Regions from separate parts of the Capra hircus genome. Here region 1 is linked to region 2. A link is a contact called in public Hi-C data. All regions are on one chromosome and are shown on one strand. Each heading gives the region's core, a stretch centred on a gene start, on an enhancer-like site or on the middle of the called end of the contact. The rest is flanking DNA. Distances are from core to core; before and after follow the strand shown. Region 1 has its middle 9.3 kb from the start of PPP1R21. Region 2 has its middle 64 kb from the start of FOXN2.

Region 1 (6,408 bases), core at 863-3,362, 150 kb after region 2:
CAGTGAAGCTCACCTGACCCCCTCACCAAACTCCACCCAGCAGCCCTGTGTTCCTTCCATTCTAACCTGGAGGTACTAATTATGTTTACTAATATTTACACATGCTCTGCGTCTCCCGCCCCAATGCCACCTCTACAAGAGTATGGGTTTGGGACTATTTTCTTCCTCATGAGTCCCAGTACCCAAAACAGTGTCCGACGCATGAGACCCTCAGTAAGCATTTACTGGCTGACCGGCTGACTGAATCTCCAAATGCCCACCTCCTCTGTAAACCTTTCCTAATCTCAGTACTTTCCTCATCTCCGTTCACAATAGGTCCAGATTCTTTTCCTCTGTGTTAGTTCATTGTATAATACATTGTATAATACATGTGGCTTAAAACTCAACATTCAGAAAACTAAGATCATGGCATCTGGTCCCATCACTTCATGGCAAATAGATGGGGAAACAGTGGAAACAGTGACAGACTTTATTTTGGGGGGCTCCAAAATCACTGCAGATGGTGACTGTAACTATGAAATTAAAAGACGCTTACTTCTTGGAAGAAAAGTTATGACCAACCTAGACAGCTTAGTAAAAAGCAGAGACAACAAAGGTCCATCTAGTTAAAGCTATGGTTTTTCCAGTGGTCATGTATGGATGTGAGAGTTGGACTATAAAGAAAGCTGAGTGCTGAAAAATTGATGCTTTTGAACTGTGGTGTTGGAGAAGACTCTTGAGAGTCTCTTGGACTGCAAGGAAATCCAACCAGTCCATCTTAAAGGAAATCAGTCCTAAATATTCACTGGAAGGACTGATGCTGGAGCTGAAACTCCAATACTTTGGCTACCTGATGTGAAGAACTGACTCATTTGAAAAGACCCTGATACTGGGAAAAATTGAAGGCGGGAGGAGAAGGGGGCGACAGAGGATGAGATGGCTAGATGGCATCACTGACTCAATGGGCATGAGTTTGAGTAAACTCCAGGAGTTGGTGATGGACAGGGAGGCCTGGCATGCTGCAGTCCATGGGGTCACAAAGAGTCTGACACAACTGAACAACTGAACTGAACTGAAGAGCTTATGCTGTATCCCTATGATTTTATGATCTGCCTCCCCCAGCAGATGGCTGTTGGTGGGCTCTTTGAGGTACTTCCAACACCTATCCCAGTGCCTGGCACACACCACTCCCACTAATATCAGTGAACTAGTGTGGGTTGCCGGTTCCAGGGGCTCTTCCTGACCCAGGGATTGAACCTGTATCTCTTGCATTTCCTACACTGGCAGGCGGATTCTTTACCACTAGTGCCACTTGGGGAACCCCCTCAGTGAACCCATGAAGGTATAAGTGAATGGTGACCAGAATGTAATTCCAGTGTAATTCCGTTCTGGAATGTTATCCCAGAACGGATTCCTCTTCTCATCAGGGACACCCTTCTGCGCATGGCTGTGTTGGGAAGGCCTGCAGTTGAGAGAGAGTCGGCCCTCCTTTTCTCATCCTCTCCCTCAAGCCCCTTGTCCTCTGGGGCCTTGCACAAGGGGCAGGAATGTGGCCTTGAATCCACTGGTCTCTTGGAACGTGGCTAGAAGGAACAGGAGGGCCTAGCATGTGCTGGAGAACCTGCTTCCGGGGTTTGTAGAACACATGGCACCACCTCTTCGGGCTCTTCTCCAGCCCAGAGGTTCCTAAGGCTACATCTCCTGGCTCAGGAGGCTGCCAGAGAGGCCCCCTGTCTTCCCACCGAAGCCCTGTCCATGAGGGCCAGCCTACCCAGAACAAAGGAGAGGCTGCGCCCTGTGGAGAGGGGTGACTTGTCTCCTTTCCCAGCCATCAGGTGAGGAGGAAGGGTCCACACCCTAACTCAAAGCCTCAAGGGAATACCGGATGTCCCAACGCATTCTGCAGAAAGACAGTAATTTTCCAGTTACTAATTTGCCTTGCCTGTTCTGTTCAAACAGGCTACTTGTTTCCTCAAAAAGAATCAGGTATAGTGGGATGAGGTCACTAGAGACGTGCCTAAACAACTACAAACACTGGCCATAGTTCGTGCGGAAGCACTCCTAACCAGCCACTCGGACTATCGTCTGAGTTTTACCTTTTCTAAACAAATTCGGTGAGGGCGCGCCCCCTGCTGGCAACACGAGATTATATCAGGCAGAAACCTCTGCTGGAACAATTAATTGGGCGTCAGTTCAGTTCAGTTCAGTTCAGTCGCTCAGTCGTGTCCGACTCTTTGCGACCCCATGGACTGCCGCACGCCAGGCTTCCCTGTCCATCAACAACTCCCAAATATTACTCAAACTCATGTCCATCGAGTCGGTGATGCCATCCAACTATCTCATCCTCTGTTTTCCCCTTCTCCCGCCTTCAATCTTTCCCAGCATCAGGGTCTTTTCAAATGAGTCAGTTCTTTGCATCAGGTACCCGAAGTATTGGAGTTTCAGCTTCAACATCAGTCCTTTCAATGCATATTTAGGACTGATTTCCTTTAGGATGGACTGGTTGGATTTCCTTGCAGTCCAAGAGACTCTCAAGAGTCTTCTCCAACACCACAGTTCAACAACATTAATTCTTCAGCGCTCAGCTTTCTTTATAGTCCAACTCTCACATCCATACATGACTGCTGGAAAAAGGAAAGCTTTGACTAGATGGACCTTTGCTGGCAAAGTAATGCCTCTGCTTTTTACTATGTTGTCTAGGTTGGTCATAGCTTTTCTTCCAAGGAGCATGCGTCTTTTAATTTCATGGCTGCAGTCACCATCTGTAGTGATTTTGGAGACCCCCAAAATAAAGTCTGTCACTGTTTCCATTGTTTCCCCATCTATTTGCCCTGAAGTGATGGGATCGGATGCCATGATCTTAGATTCTCTGTGCTATATAGTAAAGTTTTATTGCTTATCTATTTGATGTATAGTAGTTTGTATCTGTTAATTCCATACCCCTAATTTCTCCCTCTATCTTTCCCTCTCCTTATTGGTAACCATAAATTTGTTTTCTATATCTGTTACTCTGTTTTTATTTTGTATATATATTCATTTGTATTAGTTTTTAGATTTCACATATGAGTGATATTGCTTATATTTGTCTTCTGCTGACATATATCACTAAGCAGAATATTATTTAGGTCTATCCACATTACTGCAAAAGGTAGGATTTCATTCTGTTTTTATGGATGAGTTATAGTTTTATATATACTGATCTAAGAAAATATTGCCATGATTTATGTTAGACTGTTTCAGTTATGTTCTCTTCTAGGAGTTTCATGGTGTCATGTCCTACATTTAGATCTTTAAACCATTTAAACTTATTTTTATGTATGGTATGATGGAATGTTCTAATTTCATTTCACATGTAGCTGTTCAGCTTTCTTAGCTCCAATTGTTAGAAATTTTTAAAAGGCTAAGGTAAGAAAAGCTTTTATAATTAAGTACTATTCAAAATGTAAATATAAGAATTTGCTCACCTGGCTTTAGAAAAAAATGTCCCTAATATAGAAGAACATTGATATATCAATGGACTTGGATAGATTGTGGGCTAAAAGTAACACCGTCCATTGGATTTTCCAGGCAAGAATACTGGAGTGGGTTGCCATTTCCTTCTCCAGGAGCTCTTCCAGACCCAGGGATTGAACCCCGGTCTCCTGCATTATAGGGAGACGCTTTACCGTCTGAGCCACCAGGGAAGTCTCTTGCTTAATAATAGTAGCAGCTGCTGCTGCTAAGTCACTTCAGTCCTGTCCGACTCTGTGCAACTCCATAGACGGCAGCCCATCAGGCTCTCCCGTCCGGGGTAGCTACTAACATTGTAATGATAGTAGCGACTAATGTTTATGAAACATTTCCTATTGAGTTAAGTTAATTGTCTAACAATGATAATCTATTAGTTATAGAAGAAATAAGAGTGCCAGTTGTTCTGAGCATGGGCTTCAATTGTTGTGGCATGCGGGATTTGTTGCTCCATGGCATATAGAATCTTAGTTTCCTGATCAGGGACTGAACCCACATCCCCGGCACTGCAAGGCAGATTCTTAACTACGGAACCACCAGGGAAGTCCCTAGGAGTCATTTCTTAAGTGCTCACTGCATTAGGAAAATAAAGATGAATTAGACCCAGACTCTGTGAGACCTCAGCGGCCTAACAGATGAGTTTTCCTTCAGTAGCTCCTGGGTCTTGCCTCGCACAGTCAGGAGTTCCTGGGTCTTGCCTCACACAGATGTTTACAGTCTTTGTTGTGAAAAATAAAAAGAGCACCCTGAAGCTGTAGGGAACACTCCAAAGTTAGGTATCCTCTGTCCTATACACAGGTGGCACACTTGTAACCAACTGTGGAGTGGGGGGAGCCCACGTTTGTAGCATCTGCCTATTTCCACAGTGTAAATCCTCCACCATGGCCAGTTTCAAGCTACCAACATGATGTCACTGAATGCAGAGTTGCAAAGATGGGCATAGCACATCACTGTATAGTATTACATAGATACAGTAAAAGTAAATAATTTCAAGAGCTTAGATAATAGTTATATATAGCAAATATAGTGAAATAAGAAAGTGATGAATTTAGAGTATTTATGTTTGTAATATAACTTATTTAACACTCATATAATTTAATCTTCAGTGATGGCTGTGTTCAATAACTAATTTGCACAGCTCCTGAAAAGTTAACAAATGGTTCTTTCAAGCTAGTAGGAGCCTGCTCCCATGCACCACTGATTTACCTGTCACAATACTGCAGTGTAGCCATGGTCATATACAACATGTGGCTGGGAATTGGAAGCAAAGTGGGTGGGATGACTCCGACCCATGGATGATCAATGACCTTGGGTCACAGTAGAAGGAAGGAGCTGGGTGTAGCACTATGCGTTACCTCAATTATGCAGGTTATTTAGTTTCCTGTTAATGGTGTATTAAATTTCTCCAAACTTAGTGGTTGAAAATAACACATATTTGTCATCTCACAGTTTTCGAGGTTATTAGTCAGAAAGGGGTCTCACTGAGCTAAAATCAGTCTCTTGGCAGGGCTGTGGTCCTTTTGGAGGCTGTGATCTCTAGCCTTTCACCAGCTTCTAGAGACCATCTGCATTCCTTGGCTTTGTGGACTCCTTCTCCATCCTCAAAGCCAGCAACGTTGGTCTGATTCCTTTTCATGCTCCCATCTCTTTGGTTCTCTCTTTGGAAAGCTGATTAGCAAACTTAATTTCATGTGTAACCTTAATTTATGTAACTGAAGGTATACATACAATATAAATGCGAGAGACTAGAACATGGATATCTATGAGAGGCTATTTTTTCTGTCTAACCTAGAATGTTATGTCTGCAGCTAGTTCTGCACAGACAGGGCCCCCAAACCCTTCTGGAGAAGTTGCTTAGAGTCCTAAAAGGTGGGATACATGGAGGATTTCATGAAAGCTGCTGATTTGCCTCAGGTAATTTCAAATGGCAAGAAGTTTTATGGTGACAATAAAACAGAGCAGAGAGAGATGGGAAAGGGAAATATCTAAGTAGATGCTCAAGAAATGTCTCTCTGAATTGGCAGTGTGTGGGCTAGCACCTGAGTGTTGAGAAGGCTGCAACTGTACTCAGTTCTGGGAAAGGCCAGGCTGAATATAATGAGCAGCAGCACCAAGGAAGGGCTGGCGGTATCTAGGCTTTAGCTCGTTTAGCTCCCGCCTTGAGCTCCCTTGAACCATCTTAAATAAGTACAGTGGGTTCACTATCCAAACTCATTTCTACGTGTCTCCTATTCCAACTAGATGTAGCCTTGTAAATTCTCCCTGCAAAGAAATTCTGGAGTGCCACTGGAAAAAACAAAAAAAACAACAGGTACAAAGTTTTTGAAGACTGAGGAACAGAAATGATCGGAGGTGAGGGATGATCAGTCAGGCGTTCAGTCGCTCAGTCGTGTCCGATTCTTTTCAACCCCATGAATCGCAGCACACCAGGCTTCCCTGTCCATCACCAGCTCCCGGAGTTCACTCAAACTCCTGTCCATCGAGTCAGTGATGCCATCCAGCCATCTCATCCTCTGTCGTCCCCTTCTCCTCCTGCCCCCAATCCCTCCCAGCATCAGTCTTTTCCAATGAGTCAACTCTTCGCATGAGGTGGCCAAAGTACTGGAGTTTCAGCTTGAGCATCATTCCTTCGTAGATTGTTCTAATATAAGGCCCTCAGTGAATCAGGCTTCTCTTTGTTCATACTCTTTACAATTGACCTTCCTCCTCCTTCCATCAAGAGGCAGTGTGTATTTCTCCAGTCCCTTCAATCTAGTCAGCCAGACTGATGATCTGGCCATGGGATTTGCTTTGATTAATAGGATGTGGCAGGAGTGAGGTACAAACTCTAGAGCCTAGACCTTAGGAAGGCTCAAGGCTTGGCTGTTTGCCCTTTTGGAACATGAAGTGGGGAGGTCACAGCAACTAGAGTATGTAAAGCCT
Region 2 (5,998 bases), core at 715-3,214:
TTGTTGTTGTTTTATTTTTTAACTGGAAGATAATTGCTTTACAATGTTGTATTGCTTTCTACCATGAAACAACATGAATCAGTCATAACTATATATACATATATATGTATGTATATATATGGGATATAGATATACATATATATATACAGATATGTATATATATCTATATATATATCCCCTCCCTCTTGAGCCCCCTTCCCACCCCTTACCCCCATCCCACCCCTCTAGGTCATCACAGAGCATCAGGCTGGACTCAGGGGCAGCATGTTTAACTTTGTTTTTAAAGTTTATCCAAAACATAGGATGAGTGAATTAATAAGTATTAGGGATTATTTTCAATAAACTAGTATAATTTTTAACTGATGGAAGTAAACATGACTGGCAGGGCACAGTGGTCTATTCTACTCTCTAAGAAAAGCCTGTGGGCATCCATTGCAAGGTATGACAGAAATAACTGGGAGATTCCAGGTTTTACTCTCCTCCATTCAGTAATGTGAAATGATTCTCAAGAGGCTGAGAAACCCATTAAAACATCTCCTGGCCCATAAAAATAACTGCCTTGTTACCTCTCGATCATGGTAATCCTGTGTGAGATGACAATTCTGGATTTTGTCTCTTTCTACATTGTTCGAAATGTGAATTTGAGAGTGAGCGAGTAAAAGGGAGTGCCACATGAGCAGTTATAGCCTTTGAGTACCACTGAGCACACACTTAACATGTTTGTTTCTGAGGTAGCCTTTCATAATAACATTTAATCCAGTGACATTTTTGCGTGTGCTTTTAGAAAAGAAGCAGTTGAAGGTGGTGGGTAAAAGAGCAAACGTCTGAGAAGTCACAGCTCTCAGCAAACACAGACACACGAGTTTACCATTACCTGGTGGACAACAAACAGCAACAAACATCTGATTCTGAGTTTTCAGAGATTTGCTCAATTATTAATGAGGTTGCCACTGAGGGAAGAATAAGACAGAATTGCTTTGACTTTCAGATCTATTAAAAACTGGTGGGAGCCTTCCAGTTCTTGACCATATGTGAATTATCCACCTGGCAGATTATTGTTTCCTTGAAATTCAGCCAGCTTAGCCCCAAGTGACCTATTCTGCCTAAGTTATATTTAGCAAATACTAACTTATTTAAACATAGACTATGCAAAATATTTACGAGATGAACATAGCCAAGGTAAATATATATATATATATATATATATATATATATATAAAACATTTCTTAAACTAATGGAAATGTTTTATAAATCATCCAAAGTTTTGGAATTAAAAAATTTGAAGCTGCCAGGGCCCTGAAAGACTTCTTATCCAAGAGTTTCATTTCATAGCTGAGAAAAATAGGCATGGTGAGGTTTACTGACTTGCCCAGAGTAACAGTTAATTGTGAAATTAAAATGTTTAAAGCATAGCTTCCCTTCTATTAAGTTTTTGGAAATATTTTTAGGAGTATCTGCAATATGGGGGAAATGATCTGCACTGAATCTCCCTAAGAACAGAGCTGGACTCCGGGGGTGATGGGTTGATGGGGTGTGTGGCTGGGGGAAGGGGAGCCTGCCAGGTGTTCCCTCACTCAGCTCTGTTGCCTGCACTACAAGAAGTCTTCAGAATCCGTCCTCATTCTCTTATTTTACAGCTCTCTCAAATTGCTTATTATTTTTGTGCTTTATCTCTTTCCTATGAGTAAACCTTGAATCACTCCCCTCAGTTGCCTTTTGTGAATTACAGACTCTTAGGGAAGAGCTGGGACCAAACAAGGAGTTTGGAGAGACAATCCATAGCCTGAAGAGAGAATACACTACAGCTTCAGGAGGAGAGAGTGGAAGAAGGTTCGCAGTATGTATTTAATGCTGCTGAGCAGCTGGGCCACAGGAATTGCGAGAATTTATATCATTGAAGGTGCTCAGCAGTGCTTGATAGGGCTCTGCCAGGAGTGAGCAGATGGAGAAAGAGGAATAAGTGTCTGTGCAGCTAGTGGATAAATTCCAGAAGCTCACCTCAGCACCATTGGCTGCCTTTCAGACTAAAGACCCATAACTGGGGACTTAAATGTATTTGCAGATGTACGTAGATTTTAAAAGGAAGTCTGCAGCACCTCACATCCAATACAATGGCTACTATCAAAAAAAAAAAAAAAAAGAGAGAGAGCGAGCGAGAAGAAAGGAAGGAAGGAGGGAAGAAAGAAAGAAAGAAAATAACAAGTGTGTTGGCGAGGATATGGGGAAATTATAACCCTCGTGCTCAACTGTGGGAATATAAAGTGACATAGCCACTTTGAAAACTGTATGCAGTTTCCTCAAAATTTAAAAATACAATTACCACATGACCCAGCCGTGGATACCCAAAAGAAGTGAAAGCAAGAACTAGAACCCATGGTCATAGCAATATTATTCACAATAGCTAAAAGGTAGAAACAATCCAAGTGTCCATCAACAAGATGAATGGATAAACAAATGTGGTATATACATAAAATGGGATATTATTCAGCCTTAGAAAGAAATTAAATTCTGACACTTGCTGTAACGTGGATAAACCTTGAGGACATTTTGATAAGTGAAACGCAGCAGTCATAAAAGGACAAATACTGTGTGATTCCATTTATATAAGGTACCTAGAATACTCCAACTCTTGGAGATAAAAAAGTAGAATGGTGATAGCCAAAAGGGTTAGGGTGAAGGTGAAATAAGGCTTCCCTGGTGGATCAGTGGTTAAGAATCTGCCAATGCAGGATACGTGGGTTCTATCCCTGAGTTCAGAAGATCCCCTGGAGAAGGAAACGGCAACCCCCTCCAGTATTTTTGCCCAGAAAATCCCAGGGACAGGGAAAACGTTACGTAGTGGGGAGTTAAGGCCATGACAAAGACGTTGGTGTGTGAGATGAAAGCCACTAGAGGGCTCTGCATAGAGGAATGACGTGACCTGACAGGTCTTAAAGGGATCATTTTGACTGCTCTGTTGGGAAGATGGGAAGAGGCAAGGGTGCAAACGGTGTCACCAATCATATGACTTTCGCAATAATCCAAGAGAAATTGATTGACTTGGACTGGATGGCAGCAGATGAAGCTGTCATATTCTAGAAATACTTTAAAGATGAAACCAACATGATTTGCTGATAGATTGGATATCAAGTGTGAGAGAAAACAAAATAGTCATGAGTGGCTCCCAAGCTGTTGGTCTGAATGGCTAGAAGCATAGAGCTGGCATTTACTAAGGTGGGAAAACTGTTAAAAGAGGAGGTTTGAGTTGGGAGCAGGCAGGGAATCAGACATTTGATTTTGGACACATCAAGTTCAAGATTTTTGTTAGATATATATGGAAATATCAACTAATTTATATATAAAGATCCAGAGTTCAGGGTAGAAGTACAGTTACAGATGTAAGCTGAAAGCTCTTGGCTTGTATTGGTTCAAAGCCATGGCAATGGATGACATTCCCAAGAGAGTGAGTCTAGATGTAGAAGAGGTCTAATAATTGAGTCACGGGGTATTTGGGGCTATTCCAATAGTCAACGGTTAGAAAAATGAGGGAGAACCAGCAAAGAAGACTGAGAAGGAATAGGCACAGAAATAAAAGGAGAGCTAAGAGATTCTTCAAAGTCAAATGAAAAGACTTGTTTTGAGGAGGAAGGGGTGGGCAATCGTGTCATGTTGATGACAGGTCAAGATGGATGAGAGTTGAGATTGGACCATTGGATTTAGCAGCACGAAGGTCAGTAGTGATCTTTTCAAAAGTTGCTTTGTTGTAGTGTGGGAGTGAGTGCTTGGTTGGCGTGAAGCTGAGAGAAAGTAGCTTTAAACTACCTAAATTTTCTAAGCCTTGATTTCCTTATCTATAAAAAATGGGCATGTTAGTATTTTCCAAATGGAGTTGCTGTAAACATGAAAGGAAATAAATTATTTGAAGTACCTAGTAAGTGAGTGAAAGTGAAAGTCACTCAGTCGTGTCTGATTCTTTGCAACCCCATGGACTATACAGTCCATGGGAATTCTCCAGGCCAGAATATGGGAGTGGGTAGCCTTTCCCTTCTCCAGGGGATCTTCCCAACCCAGGGATCGACCCCAGGTCTCCTGCACTGCAGGCAGATTCTTTACCAGCTGAGCCACAAGGGAAGCAAAGTACTTACCAAAGGTCTAGCAAATATACAGTTGTCCCTTGGTTCCAGTATCCTCCACAAACTCCACAAATGTTGAAATCTCTTAAGTAAAATGGTCTGCTATTCACATATAATGTAAACATATCCTGCCATATATTTAAATAATCTCTAGATTACTTATAATACCTAACACAATGTAAATGTTATATAAAAAGTTGCCAGCATGCAGCAAGTTCATGTTTTGCTTTTGGAAACTTTCTGAAATTAAAAAAACTTTTTTCAACCCCCCTGGTTGGTTGATTCTGCAGATGCAGAACATGAAGATCTGGAGCGGTGACTATATTAAGTATTTTTATTTTTTATAATTTTGTTTTTAGATTTCAACTATTCCAGAGGAAGAGTAGACATTTATTGATACTTACCATCATCTTAAGTTAATCACCTTTTTTGAAAAGCTCAGATAGGAATCGACATAGTTAACTAATCTTTTTTCACATTTTTGGAGAAGGAAATGGCAACCCACTCTCCAGTACTCTTGCCTGGAAAATCCCATGGACTGAGGAGCCTGGTAGGGTACAGTCCATGGAGTCGCAGAGTCGGACACAACTGAGAGACTTCACACTTTCACTTTTTTATATTTCTTTTTATAAAATGAGGGTATATAGGCAAACAGGGCTTCCCTAGTAGCTCAGCTGGTAAACAATCAGCATGCAATGAGGAGACCCCGGTTTGATTCCTGGGTCAGGAAGATCCCTTGGAGAAGGGATAGGCTACCCACTCTGGTATTCTTAGGCTTCCCTGGTGGTTCAGAAAGTAAAGAATCCACAGCAATCTGGGTTTGATCCCTGGGTTGGGAAGATGCCCTGGAGGAGGGCATGGCAACCCACTCCAATATTCTTGCCTGGAAAATCCCCATGGACAAGAGGAGGCTGGTGGGCTATAGTCCATGAGGTCCCAAAAAGTCAGACATGACTGAGTGACTAGACACACACATGTCAGTTCAATTCAGTTCAGTTCAGCCACTCAGTCATGTCCGACTCTTTGCGACCCCATGAATCGCAGCGCACCAGGCCTCCCTGTCCATCACCAACTCCCGGAGTTCACTCAAACTCATGTCCATGGAGTCAGTGATGCCATCCAGCCATCTCATCCTGGGTCGTCCCCTTCTTCTCCTGCCCCCAATCCCTCCCAGCATCAGAGTCTTTTCCAATGAGTCAACTCTTCATATGAGGTGGCCAAAGTATTGGAGTTTCAGCTTCAGCATCAGTCCTTCCAATGAACACCCAGGACTGATCTCCTTTACAATGAACTGGTTGGATCTCGTTGCAGTCCAAGGGACTCTCAAGAGTCTTCTCCAACACCACAGTTCAAAAGCATCAACTCTTCTGCACTCAGCCTTCTTCACAGTCCAACTCTCACAACCATACATGACCACTGGAAAAACCATAGCCTTGACTAGATGGACCTTTGTTGGCAAAGTAATGTCTCTGCTTTTTAATATGCTATCTATGTTGGTCATAACTTTCCTTCCAAGGAGTAAGCATCTTTTAATTTCATGGCTGCAGTCACCATCTGCAGTGATTTTGGAGCCCCCCAAAAACAAAGTCTGACACTGCTTCCACTGTTTCCCCATCTACTTCCCATGAAGTGATGGGACCAGATGCCATGATCTTCATTTTCTGAATGTTGAGCTTTAAGCCAACTTTTTCACTCTCCTCTTTCACTTTCATCAAGAGGCTGTTTAGTTCCTCTTCACTTTCTGCCATAAGGGTGGTGTTATCTGCATATCTGAGGTTATTGATATTTCTCCCAGCACTCTTGATTCCAGCTTGTGCTTCTTCCAGCCCAGTGTTTCTCATGATGTACTCTGCATATAAGTTAAATAAGCAGGGTGACAATATAC

Evidence for each region. Hi-C and Micro-C count contacts between places; a contact is called where the count stands out from the background.
Region 1: a contact with region 2 is called in a Hi-C map of blood, with 4 times the contacts expected there. The contact joins two enhancer-like sites. A contact is called at or near these places in 2 of 5 Hi-C or Micro-C datasets (both in blood).

What each region holds. Positions count from the first base shown.
Region 1 is chr11:30,315,824-30,322,231 of ARS1.2, forward strand. No RefSeq gene overlaps it. Among named protein-coding and RNA genes, the nearest start is that of PPP1R21, 9.3 kb to the right of the region's middle. Within about 2 kb of position 2,113, at least 3 of the 5 cell types and tissues checked have an H3K27ac peak or open chromatin away from gene starts, as enhancers often do.
Region 2 is chr11:30,167,252-30,173,249 of ARS1.2, forward strand. No RefSeq gene overlaps it. Among named protein-coding and RNA genes, the nearest start is that of FOXN2, 64 kb to the right of the region's middle. Within about 2 kb of position 1,965, at least 1 of the 5 cell types and tissues checked has an H3K27ac peak or open chromatin away from gene starts, as enhancers often do.